Regions from separate parts of the Canis lupus genome. Here region 1 is linked to region 2. Evidence: chromatin contacts called from public Hi-C data. All regions are on one chromosome and are shown on one strand. Each heading gives the region's core, a stretch centred on a gene start, on an enhancer-like site or on the middle of the called end of the contact. The rest is flanking DNA. Distances are from core to core; before and after follow the strand shown. Region 1 overlaps PKIG (cAMP-dependent protein kinase inhibitor gamma). Region 2 holds the start of SERINC3 (serine incorporator 3).

Region 1 (6,980 bases), core at 3,580-6,079, 94 kb after region 2:
CTTGTAAGACTCTTTACACACATCGTCTCTGTCAGTCTTCGCAGTAGACCCCTGATCAGCAGGGTGTTACTGTCATCGCCACACCGCTGAGGAGGAAGCAAGTCCAGAGAGGTGAGGGGAATGGTCTGAGGTCTCCAAGCTAGTGAATAGGGATGCCGGACGGCATGTTTATACTGAGATGCCTACCAAAACATACACCACCACCACCACCCCCAGGCCTCCTGAAGGGGCAGATTGGTATGGGAGAAAGAGCTCTGGACCAAGAGTTAGGACTCCTTGATGCAAGAAATTTGGGCAAGTGGCTTTTTCTGAGCCTCAGTTTTCCCAGCTATTAATGAGAGACTTCTCAAGATGGAGTCTGGGATCTCCTTCAGTTTAATTATTCCACAAATGGTTTTGAGGTCAGTGGAGAAAGTAATTAAGGTAGATCTCCAGCTCATACCTTAAACTCTAGATCAGAGACTTCAGTGTGAAAAATAAAGTCATGAAAAAATTAAAAAACAAAAACCCAAACCTCAAAAGGTACAAAAGGAAAAGGCATAAGCACCAGACACTGTCCCCAGGGCAAGCACTTTCTCTGTTTTTCCAGATATACCGTATGCAATATATATATTCCCTCCCTCCCTTCTTCCTTTTTCCTTTATATCAAACAGAAAGTTTGGCCTTCTATGCACATGAAAGTGTAAGAAATAAATGAGGGAGAATTCTTCACTAATCTCAGAATGGGAAAAACTTTTCTGAGCATGATCTTCTGAGAGTGATCCAGAACCTAGAAGCCATAAAATAAAATATGGATCAGTTTGATCACATGAATAGAAAAATTGTGTGCATGGGGAAAAAATGCCAAAAATTAAAGTCAAAGAACAAATGACAAGTAAAAAATACTTGTAATTCCTCATACAGTAAAAAGACTCATTTCCTTTATATGTAAATTCCTACAAATCAATTTTAAAAAGCTATAATCCAGTAGAAAAATAGGCAAAGGGATTTGAATAAACAGTGTACAGAAAAAGAAATAGACGTTGAAAGATGGTCAGCTTTGCTCACAGGAACAGTATAAGCTAAAGAACCAGTTACTGTTTCATTCACCCTTCAGACAGAGGGCGGGGAAATGAGGATGTTGATGAGAGTGTATTGAAACAAAGTTTGGGCAGCCCCTGTGGCGCAGTGGTTTAGCTCCGCCTGCAGCCTGGGGTGTGATCCTGGAGACCGAGGATCGAGTCCCGCATCGGGCTCCCTGCATGGAGCCTGCTTCTCCCTCTGCCTGCGTCTCTGCCTCTCTCTCTTTCTGTGTCTCTCATGAATAAATAAATAAAATCTTAAAAAAAAAAAAAAGAAACAAAGAAACAAAGTGTTCCTCATATATTTCCAATGGGAAATAACCTTTGTAGAGGCAGATTTTGGTGGTGTCTATTCACCACTCCTTTCCCATCCACAGATCCTTTAATGTGGCAATTCTGCTCTTATGGAAACAACCCCAGGAGTACCTGGCTGGGTCAGTCTGTAGAGCATGTGACTCTTGATCTTGAGGTTGTGGGTTCAAGCCCCACACTGGGTACAGAGATTATTTTTAAAAAATTAAATCTTAAAAAAAAGAAACAACCCCAAAGTCCATCAAGAGAGAAGTAATCGGTCTACAGCAGAGACAGCAGTATACCATACAGTCAATGAAAAAAAGAAGAAAAAAGTTTTAGCTATAAAGAATTTTGGATTTCTCACATTTTGATTGGTAATCAGTGCTGTGGCTTCAGGGTGATCTGGAATTGTTTCCAGGATACATTTTTAAATTAAAAAAGCAAGATAAAAAACAACTTTTGAGGTTTGGGTTTTTGTTTTTGTTTTTTAATTTTTTAAGCTTTATGTTACATGTTATACTTTTCAGAGTATTTTCACATGGGTATGACGTGCATTTTAAAATCTCTTCCATGGTACTGACTTCAATATGAAGTCTGAACTTAGTTTTAATTTGAATTTGTAACTATATTTGAGATTTAAGTGAAAGATGAAACCAGGAAGCCTTTGATGTGGTCCCAATAGTTTTTGTTTTTGTTTCTCTTGCCTTAAGAAAGAAACATGCCTAGAAAAATGTCACTTGTGGTTAGTGTTAAAGAGATTACTGCCTGTTTTCTTCTAGGAGTTTCATGATTTTATTTTATTTTATTTTATTTTTTTTTTTTAATTTTTTTTTTTTTAATTTTTTTATTTATTTATGATAGTCACACACACAGAGAGAGAGAGATTGGCAGAGACATAGGCAGAGGGAGAAGCAGGCTCCATGCACCAGGAGCCCGACGTGGGATTCGATCCCGGGTCTCCAGGATCGCGCCCTGGGCCAAAGGCAGGCGCCAAACCGCTGCGCCACCCAGGGATCCCGAGTTTCATGATTTTAGATCACACATTTAGGTTTTTAATCCATCTTGAGTTTATTTTGATGTATAAGAAAGTAGCCCAGTTTTCCCAGCATTTTATTGAAGAGACTGTTTTCCCCAGTGTATATTCTTGCCTTCTTTGTTGTAGATTAATTGACCATGTGAGCATGGGTTTATTCTCGGCTCATTATTCTGTTCCATTAGGATCTAGGTGTCTGTTTTATGTGTCAGTACCATACTGTTTTGATACTACAGCTTTGTTGTCTATCTTGAAGTGTGACACCTCCAGCTTTGTTCTTATTTCTCAAGATCGCTTTGGCTATTTGGGGCCTTTTATTGGTTCCTTATAAATTTTAGTATTATTTCTTACAGTTCTGTGAAAAATGCTGTTGGTATTTTGATAGAGATTCCATTGAAGCTATAGATTGCTTTGGGTAGTATGGAATTTTAACAATTAACAATAACAATTTAATTATTCCATTAATGGAAGGAAATACCTTTCCATTTGTTTGTGTCATCTTCAGTTTCTTTCATTAATATTTTACAGTTTTCAGTACGAGTCTTTCACTGCTTGGCTGTTCCTAAGGATTTTATTCTTTTTGATGCATGTTCTTTTTGAGTTTTATATTATATGCACACATACTCAAAAATGAAATAATTTAAAAATAAAGTGAATGTTTTCACTATGAAGAATACAGAAAAATTTTTAATTGTAATTTAAATTTGTGATGCTATCATTGATATTTTTCTCTATTTAACAGTTGTGAACATTTTCCCAGGTCTTTTAAAAATATTCAGAAACATGGGGCACCTGGGTGGCTCAGTCAGTTAAGCGGCTCAGTCAGTTAAGCGTCCAAATCTTGATTTCAGCTCAGGTCGTGATCTCAGGGTCTTGGGACTGAACCTCACCTCAGGCTCCACACTCAGCAGAGAGAAGCCTGCCTAAGATTTTCTCTCTTTCTCTCTAAAATAAAATAATAAAATAAATAAAATAAAAATCACAAATGTTTTAATGCCTGAAGTATACTTCATTTGGCTGTAAATTAGTTAGATATGTATATATTTCTCTGTTTTCCATATAGGAGCTCATTTTGATATCTTAGTTTTTGACTATTGTAAGTAATATGAATATCTTTGTACATTTATCCTCATGCACAACTTGGATTCTTAGAATCAATTATTATGAACTGAGCTGCTCAAGGATATGAAAAAAGTTGAAGTTTCTTAATGCATCTGAGCAAATCACTCCCCAGAGAGGCTCTGGCAGTTTATACTGTCATTAGCAGTCTGATAATGACCATTTTCTGACGCAGTTTCCAACTCTAAGGATTCATTTCCCCATTGCTGTTGACTTTAAAGAACAGAGAGCAAACATTCAAGTGTTGAAGATAAATGAAATTGTGTGCTTGTGCTGCGGATCAGGGGGCTCCCCAGACTAAATCCTAAGACAGCTTTAGAATCCCTCTTCCCCAAGAGGATGAGGATGGGGCAGAGGCAGCCAGAGCACGCTGGGTGCATTGGTGTTTTCTAGGATTGGGCTTTGCACTTGGCACATTTCCCTCTCTGAGCTAGGAGGATCAGCTCTTTGCACAGGGTAACTTTGTTAGGCAAGGGCAGGAGCCAAAGCCCTAGGGTGTCTCTTCCAATGGGAAGCTGACCTTTTAGATGGAGCTTATAACTCCATCCCACAGTGTCAGACCCTAGAGATAATGGACAAGAATATCAGTAGTCTACAATGGACAGAGACCTTTCCTGGCAGCACTTGGGAGTCGCCACAGATAAGGAAAGAGAGATGGAGGGAAGATAGTAAGTAGACAGAAATTTGAGAACTATTTATTGAGCACATAGTCTTTGCCTGGCACTGGTCGAGAATCTAAGGATGCAGCAGCCAGAGTGTGTTGGCTCTGCTGCCTGGATTAGGCCTTTTGGTCTGGCATGGTGAAATCCCTGTTCTATGGAACCAACATCCTAGTTGGAAAGAAGTTGAGGAGACAGAGCTTGGGGAGGTGGTGTGGCCTTCCCAGGGCCTGTCCCTTGTGCTTGGCAGCAGATGTAACACAGAGGATGAGCCTGGGCCCAGGAGCCAGATAGATCCCCCTACCACCTTTCTGAGTCATGGTTATAAGCTCACCTCGATGACCTCAGAAGGCTATTGTGGCAATTTAGTAAGGGAGGTACAGAAAGTATAGAATGATTTGGTAACTGTTACCTTTATTATTACTATTAGAATTGTCAGAAATTTTATTGTTATTACTGTTACTGCAACAGGCCAGTCCCCTGTTCTGAAGCTTTGAGCCATTTCCCAAGAGGGAGAGTGCAGAAGTAAAACTTCTGTGACCTGCAGAAGGAACCACATCTGGGACTTCAGAGAGTTTGTTGTTTTGTTTTTTGCTGAGAAGACCAAGCACTGGGGCAACTTCTTTCTCTCAAGGCAGCCAAGAAAAGTAGTCTGAGCACACCCTCTATTGGAGCTTGGGGGGATTGCCTTAGACAAGCCCTGCCTTTATTTTACAGATGGGGTAACAGAGGCCCAGAGAGGGGCAGAGCATTCTCATAGTGCCCATGCTATATTCTGTAGTTGTGTCTTCTGAACTAGATGTTGTGGGGAGATGTGGGGCCAGCCCTCCATACTGGCAGCCCAGCCCGTCCTTCCACGCTCACTCCCTCTCCACACTTACTAAGCCCCCTACACCAGGCACCTTCTGCCAGTGTCAGTCACCTAATGAAAGCATCATGCGATTGGGCTGATAAGAACTTCCACCATTACAGAAATAGTCTTAGAAGTAAAAGTTCCCCTTAGTTACAAAGAACCACACTTGACAAAGTTTTTTTCCTCATATCTGCTCTTTCCCTACAGAAACTAGTTTCTATCTTAGGTGTTGTTTTGCAATTAACAGTTTATCTCAGAAACCTTGCTATATCAGTACAGGTCCATCTGGTGTTATTTGAATGCCTTCAGAAAATCAGAGGTGCTCAGTGAGAAATGTTCATGTCCCTCTAGCAGATGAACATTTTTTATATAATCGCAATACTGATCGTTGGCAAGGGTGCAGATAAATGGACAATCTTATGTGTCGCAAATGGGAATATAAATAGGAATAGTGCAGAATTTAAAAGTTTTTTCTCTCCTTATTTTTTGTCATCGTAAGTACCTATACTATTCACAAAGGCAGCTTGGCAATGTGTCTAAACAATGTGCTTAAAAATCATCTCATCCTTCTCTTTAGCCCAGCAATTCTGCTTCTAGAGATGTACTCTAAGAAAATAACTAGAGCTAGGCATAGAGCTTTACATAAAGATCTTGTACTGTCTATAATGGTAGAAAATTGGAAACACCTCTATGTTCATTTCTAGAGGACTGATCAAATCTTGGTACATCCAAGTACGTGTGTACAAAACTCATCTAGAGGGAATCTTAATGACATGTTCTAGAATATTCTACGGAGGAGGCTATAAAATACAGTATAATCCCCGATGTTTTCTTTTTTTTTTTAAAGATTGAGAGCATGACCCAGCCACCCAGGCGCCCCGTCCCCAGTGTTTTCAAATATATATGGCTCTTCTTTATATATGTGGTTTTCTTCTCTCTGTAGGCTGTATTATCAACCAATAGAGCTCTTAATCATCTCTGTAGCAGTAACTTCTAATTTCCTTTCTTCCCCATACCATTCCCCATCTCTCTGTGAGTTCTAGCCCGTTAACTCCAAGCACCTACTCTGCATCTCCCCCTACAGGGCTCACAAGCATCTCCAAGTTGGTTTGGTCAAATAGAACTCTTAATCTTCACCTCACCATCATGCCCCAAAATTTTCCTCTGCTGTTCATCTTAGTAAACTACACTTCAGCTTAGTTGGATCAGAAAGCTCACTTCCCCACCAGTCAGATACCAGGTCCTATTGATTTAACCTCCAAGGTAATCTAGAATCTGCACCACTACCTCCTCCTTCCTCCACTAACCATCTTCTTACACCTGACCTTCAGGAGCCCACAACTTGCCCACTTCTGGGCCCTGCTCAACCCAGGTGCCAGAGTCATCTTTGAAAGTGCAGATATGATCTTTCGTGACCTTTACAGATGTGATCTGGCCCCTTCCTATCTCAGCAGCATCCTTGGTGTCCCTGCCCCCTCGGTCAGCATATCCAGCCCATGGCTCTTTTGGTTCTTGCATCCCACAATACCCTTCACTCTCCTTAGCCTTCGTAGATGCTCTTCCCCTCAACTCCTTGTCTAGATAACAAGTCTTCTTGGAGCTCATCTAAAATGTTGCTTTCTGATCCCCAGCCTTGGTCAGACCCAGGTAAGTCACTCCAGTACCTTGCCTTCCTCCTGGAATCCCTGAGCACTGGTAGTCCCTTGGGTGATTTAGGCAATTTGTTATGGCCCCCAGAAGACTGCTGGCTCCTTGAGGACTGAGACTGGCAGATATGTTCACGGCTGCATCTACAGCACATAGCCAATACTAGATATTTATCAATAACTTTAGAGGAAAGACAAAGGATGTTTTTTAAACTGTTGATAGTAGTTTCTTGGCTGTGAAATTATGGGTGATTTATTTTGTTCTTCATACTCTTCTGCGTTTTGTCTTCATTGATCAAAGCAAAAACTATCGTT
Region 2 (6,254 bases), core at 1,850-4,349:
TATATTGAAATCCTATTTCCCAGTACCTGAAAGTGTGACCTTATTCGGAAATAAAATCATTGCAGATGTAATTAGCTAAAATGATGTTATAGTGGAGAAGAGTGAGCACCTAATTAAACATGACTGGTATCATAAAAAGGAGAAATTTGGGCAGAAACATGAAGCACAGGGAAAACACCAAGTGAAGACAAAAGCAGAGATCTACGAGCCAAGGAATATTAAAGACTGCTAGCAAACCACCAGTAGCTGGGGAAGAAGCATGGAATAGATTCTCCTTCACCACTCTCAGGAGCCAACCCTGCTGACACCTTCAACTTGGGACTGCTAGCCTCCAGAAACTGAGACAAGTTTCTGTTGCTTAAACAACCCAGTTTGTGGTTTGGGTTTTTGTTTTTTTTTTTATTTAGCCCTAGAAACCTTATACCCACTAACTTGTTTTTAAACATCATGAAAATATAAGTGCTTTTAAGAAGGGCCACCTACTGTTGTGTCTCTTGTACCTTTAAAGTAGGCACTCAATCTGTATAACTGACCTACTACGTTAAGTCACTTCCCTATCTCAGTAAATGACAACTCTATTCTTCTGTTACTCAGGCCAAAAACCCTGGAGTCATCCTTGATGTTTTAGTTTTCCAAAACCCTCGTCCAATCTGTCAGCACATTAGCTTTATCCTCAAAATATATCCAGAATCTGGGGCACCCGGCTGGCTCAGTTGGTAGAGCAGGGACTCTTGATCTCAAGATTGTGAGTTCAAGCCTCAGGTGGGTATGGAGCCTACTTAATTTTTAAATATATAAATCAAATAAATAAATATATCCAGAATCTGACTACTTTCTTAGCATCCTTAGCTATCATGTTGGTCCAAGCCACTACTATCATCTTTCACCCGGATAAAATGCGATGGCTCCAATTTCACTGCAGTAGCCACCCGATCAGAACCCAGAGTTGGTATGAAGATTATTTTAAGATGAAGACACTTGAAATTCAACAGATATAGTGAAGAAAAGGTTCTTGGAGCTTTCCTCATCTGACTAAAAGCAGCAACCTCTGGGATAGAAGGCTGCCATAAATTCCCTCTTCAAGGGAGTTTTATGGCCATCAAGAAGGCAAAAGCCCTTTGCACCTACATAAACAAGTATTACCACAAACTTTCTCATCTCCTGTTTGTTCTCCTAAAAACCCATTTGTCTTTCCTAAAGAAATCTATTTGTTCTTCCTATAGAAGCTCTTTTCTTTTCCCCTATTAAGTAAGGTATACAATAAGCCCTAATTTCTAACCATCCCTTTGAGTTATTCATCACTGAACGATGAATAACATCCTGTGTGTGTGTTGCATGTGTACATAGTGCTTTTTTTCTCTCGCTAATCTTTCAGTACTTTAATTTGCAGGCCCCCAACCACCAACCCCATAGAGGATGCAAGCAAAGTTCTTCCTCCTCTACACTGGTTTACCCTTTCTTTTCCACAATCTGTTCTCCAACACAGGTCAGATCACATCATTTCTCTTTTCTACAATGGATCCGCATATCACTTGAGTTAAAGTCCTTAAATTGGCCTGTTAAGACCACACAGCAGGTATCCACATGATTTGGCTCGCTGCTACTTTTCCGACCTCATTTCCCATTATTCCTTCCCTCCCTCATTCCATTCTCTGGTACACTGCACTCCTTGCTATTCCTGCTGAACAAGAGATTAATAAAATAGAAAAGCAGTTTACAGATAGAAATGCTTCGATGGCATTAATTCAAATATTAGTTTTACATCAAAGGCAAAATGCGTTTCAGGTTATTAGGATGAGCAAGACATCTTTGTTTCAATTTACAAATTTACTCAGTTACCCTAACTATATATTTCTTCTAAATCTACTTTGCAAGTAGTCTGACCCACTACTAGGTTGTAAAATTCAATTTACCGGGATTTATTCTGTGATAGAAAAATTGTACAGCAGATGCTAAAGGTAAAAATGATCTCACAAAACTGGCGTATTAAGTAAACTATGTAAAATCTATTTTTTTTTTTTCAATTTCGGGTCAAGGTCAAAAAATTGGAAAGCCACTGCTCTCAAGGAACCTGTAAATGACCAAACGCCCTTTCGATTTGGGGCCAACAAGCTTCAAGAACGGAAAATACACTTTGTCCCTAAGAAGTGGTAGTGCAATGAGCTGAGATCGAGTCTTTGGTCAAGGAACATCAGCTGGGAAGTAATGAAACATATAAGTGATTTTAAAAAATCCTACTCCCCGGGAGGGAGTACGTGAGGAAACTCACCATATTCTCTTCCACAGATCCTAAAATTTCCTTGCAAAATATGGCGTTTACAGTCTACCGAGCGATTCCACCCATTTATTCACTCTATCCTCACAGCAGCTCTCAGGGCGATGAATGCTGGGGTGATTATCCCCATATTACGGGAAGGGCCACGGTCTTCTTCTGTTCCTTTGCACAACTGCAAACTGGCCTCGGTTAAAATCCCAGCTCCGCCACACACTCAGTAGCCCGGGGAAATCCGCGCTATGCGATAACGATATCCCGTAAGCCACCCCAAATTAAACGACGCCACTTGAAGAAGGCCCCGGGAGATGAAGCAGAGCGCCCTCGCCCCGGAACTCTCATTCCGCGGTCCGGGTTCCAGCGCCCGAGGAACCCAGAGGCCGGAAACCCCGCGGGGGCGGGGCAATCGAAATTGTAAACAATGACGGCCTGGCCTCCTACGTTCCCCCCACAAACCCGGAAGGCGAGCCGCCCGATCCCGACCCGGGGGCGGGGAGCAGCGGGCATCACGGATTTGGGTCTGCGCCCCCGGATACGCTCTGCAGCCCAGGGCCCGTCCCCACAAGCCCCCAGCCGAGGCCCGATCGGGTCAGAGCTTGGGACGCCCTATCGCCCTCCCCAAAACGACACGTCCCGCAGAGACACCAGACCCCGAACTCACCCAGCTGGCTAGAGAGAAGACGCCCAGCACAGCCCCCATGGTGACGCTGCTGATGCCGGCGGCCGCCGGGGAGGCTTCTAGCGCGGTGGTAACTGCCAGTCGAGGCGTCGCCTCAGAAACGCGGCGTTTTCTCAGGCCGGAAACGCGCGGGTGGCGTCATTGCGTGGCCCCGCCCACCGCCCTCGGCCGCCGCTGCCGAGAGAGCCTCTGTCATTGGTAGAGGGGGAAGGCGGGGCTAAATCAGCGTCGCGCAGAGGGAGAAGGTGGAGCCAAATCGACCCGGCGCTAAGAGGGAGGCGGAGCCAAACCGTCCCAGAGGGGAGGGAGGAGGCGGGGCTAATGTGGCCGGCGGGGGGAGGAGGCGGGGCTAATGTGGCCGGCGGGGGGAGGAGGCGGGGCTAATGTGGCCGGCGGGGGGAGGAGGCGGGGCTAATGTGGCCGGCGGGGGGAGGAGGCGGGGCTAATGTGGCCGGCGTGGGGAGGAGGCGGGGCTAATGTGGCAGGCGGGGGGGAGGAGGCGGGGCTAATGTGGCCGGCGGGGGAGGAGGCGGGGCTAATGTGGCCGGCGGGGGGAGGAGGCGGGGCTAATGTGGCCGGCGTGGGGAGGAGGCGGGGCTAATGTGGCCGGCTGGGGGGGAGGAGGCGGGGCTAACGTGGGGGGCTGGGGGGCGGGAGGCGGGGCTAATGCGGCCGGCTCGGGGAGGAGGCGGGGCTAATGTGGCCGGCTGGGGGAGGAGGCGGGGCTAATGTGGCCGGCTGGGGTGGGGGTTGGAGGCGAGGCTAGACCGGCTCGGGGGGAGGAGGCGGGGCTAATGTGGCCGGCTGGGGGGGAGGAGGCGGGGCTAATGTGGCCGGCTCGGGGAGGAGGCGGGGCTAATGTGGCCGGCTCGGGGAGGAGGCGGGGCTAATGCGGCCGGCTCGGGGAGGAGGCGGGGCTAATGCGGCCGGCTCGGGGAGGAGGCGGGGCTAATGTGGCCGGCTCGGGGGAGGAGGCGGGGCTAGGCCTGCTCGGGGGGCGTGGAGGAGGCGGGGCTAATGTGGCCGGCGGGGTGGGGGGGGAGGAGGCGGGGCTAACCCGGTCTCGCGCGGAGGAAGGAGGCTGGTCTCAGCAGGCTTGGAGAATGGGGCGAAAGCGACCCACAGCTGCAGGAGCTGTGAAGGCTTTATTCCTTCACTTCACCTGCATTTACTGGGAACCCATTATATGTCGAGATCGGAGGTACAGAAGTGCACAGAAATGTATGAAAAGAGTCTGAACATACATGCACCACGACACATTGTGATGAGTACCCTAAAGTAGTACGAGGGAGTACTCTTCAATAAAAGTTTAATGCTTACGATGTGAGGGGAAAGTAATGTAGTTGGGGGGGGGGGGTGCTAGTCCCAGAAGGGTGTTCTGAGACGTTTATATTTAATCTGAGAACTGAAAGACCAGTTTCAAGCTGCGAAGGATGGGCGTTGTTTCTGAAAATGTGAGGTGTAGACGCCACTCAGGGTACGTGAAAGGGCCTCGCGGTGCATGAACACGTTAGGCAGAGAAAAGTCCTGCTTCAAACCTAAGAGAGTTTGACACCAGTACTTAGTTAACGTGTTTCTAACCTTTGCTTATCTCCCTTTTTGACAGGGCGAGGGCTTCATTTTCCAAATCTCTCCAGAAGGTAAGCCCATCTTAAACAACATTGTTTTGTCTTAGGGTTTTTGTGTGTGCTTGCAGAAATTCTTTCATTTCTACCAAGCGGTGTTGCTGAACCCCAAGGTGGGCTGTCCGTTGCACTCCAGGCCAATAGCAAGAGACTGAGTTTTGCTTGGAAAGGAATAAGGAGCTTTATTCAAAAGGCTGGCCACCTGGAGAGAAGGCACACTATTTTTTTTTTTTAAATTTTATTTATTCATTCATGAGAGACACAGAGAGAGGCAGAGACATAGGCAGAGGGAGAAGCAGACTCCCGGTGGGGAGCCCTATGTGGGACTCCATCCCAGGGCCCCGGGGTCACGACCTGAGCCCAAGGCAGGCTCTCAACCAAGAGCCACCCAGGGGGAGTGCTGAGAAGGCACACTCTTGTCCGAAGGCCAGCTCTGAGGTTTCTGCCTGACTCAGGGATTTAGAAAGGGGTTTAGGGCAGTTAACCAGTAAAGGGAATGCAGTGGCCCTAACACATGCCAGCTTTACCAACATTATCACAGGGCTGGAAGGTTGTGCAAGGGGGCCTGGTTCCTTAGTGCCTGGGGTTTGTGCAAGGGGGTCTGGTTTCTGTTTTGTGAGGTGCAGAAGTGCTATGTTATTTCTAGGAAAGAATGCACAATCTATAGATACACAAAGAAAGGTTAGTTCATCAGTCTTTGGGCTCTGAGTGTTTCTGAAGTTTAGATTATGAGGTTGGCCTGAGGGGCCAAGGCGGCTTCAGCGACGCTGGTTTTCCATTTAAGAAGTGATGTAAATTTCACTCTGGAAATTTAAGTAAAAACTGAAGGTCTATTTAAAGAAAAAATTTTGAGAAATGATTCACATAGATACATAAAAGTGCAGGTGGTATGCAGATATGGCAACAGTAATGAGTGTTGTACAGAGAACGAAGAAGGGAACATTTATCTCGGAATATAAGAACCTCTAGAGTTTGGAATCCTAGAATATTAAGATTAGAAGAAGCTTAGAAATATATTTCAATCTGTTTTTTTTTTTTTTTTTACAGAAATGGAAAAAGGCTCATAGTGAAATGGTTTACCCCAGGCCACAGAAAGGGCTGATGGCAGTGGAAGGAGAATTATTCAAACTTTCCCAATTCCCACCTGAGCCCTTCACCCCAGCCCCATAACCCCTACCACTGAATACCTGCCCAAGGCAGGTTGCTTCTCCATCACGGAAAGTAACCCTTCCAAGTAACCCTTAAAATTCTTATGTCTTCCTATTTGGGTACTGCTGGACTGGGCTGAAGAAAGCTAAGACTACGATAAAGTCCACAATCAAATCCCATCAGGAGCATACCTGTACTCAAAAAAGAATCAGATTTATTTATCTTGTTCAGCAAGGGAGAATTCACATCAGAGAAAACATGAGGTACCTTGCTAAGAGGGAATTGGTAAGGGCTTATTGTAGGATTTGGGTTTGTGGTGGGTAACTAGAAGGAGGGTTTAAGCAAGTGGGGAACAGTTTTGAATTGGATTACAGTCGCAGGGGCAATTCAATGGTTAAGTATCTTATTAATAATTTTACCCAGGAGGTGGGAGGATTGAAGTGGGCCAGAATTATTATTGAGAAGGAAGCAGGACTTACTCATGTTAGGAGGAAATTGTCATTATTTGTGGTTCCACAGTGGCCTTGTC

What was found. A called contact is a pair of places that touch in the nucleus more often than the background predicts.
Region 1: a Hi-C map of skin fibroblasts shows a contact between it and region 2, with 2.2 times the contacts expected there. The contact joins the enhancer-like site here to the promoter of SERINC3 in region 2. A contact is called at or near these places in 3 of 9 Hi-C or Micro-C datasets (amygdala, blood and skin fibroblasts).

The regions. Positions count from the first base shown.
Region 1 is chr24:32,696,217-32,703,196 of UU_Cfam_GSD_1.0, forward strand. All of the region lies in intron 4 of PKIG (cAMP-dependent protein kinase inhibitor gamma), which reads left to right. Among named protein-coding and RNA genes, the nearest start is that of ADA, 40 kb to the right of the region's middle. Within about 2 kb of position 4,830, at least 3 of the 20 cell types and tissues checked have an H3K27ac peak or open chromatin away from gene starts, as enhancers often do. A contact at or near this core is called in blood, where this site is marked.
Region 2 is chr24:32,603,485-32,609,738 of UU_Cfam_GSD_1.0, forward strand. SERINC3 (serine incorporator 3) reads right to left here and starts at 3,100. Exons shown (of 10, transcript XM_038572401.1): 1 at 2,934-3,100. The coding sequence starts at 2,972. It overlaps PKIG (cAMP-dependent protein kinase inhibitor gamma), which reads left to right and starts at 4,012. Exons shown (of 5, transcript XM_038572412.1): 1 at 4,012-4,152; 2 at 4,558-4,591. The coding sequence starts at 4,055.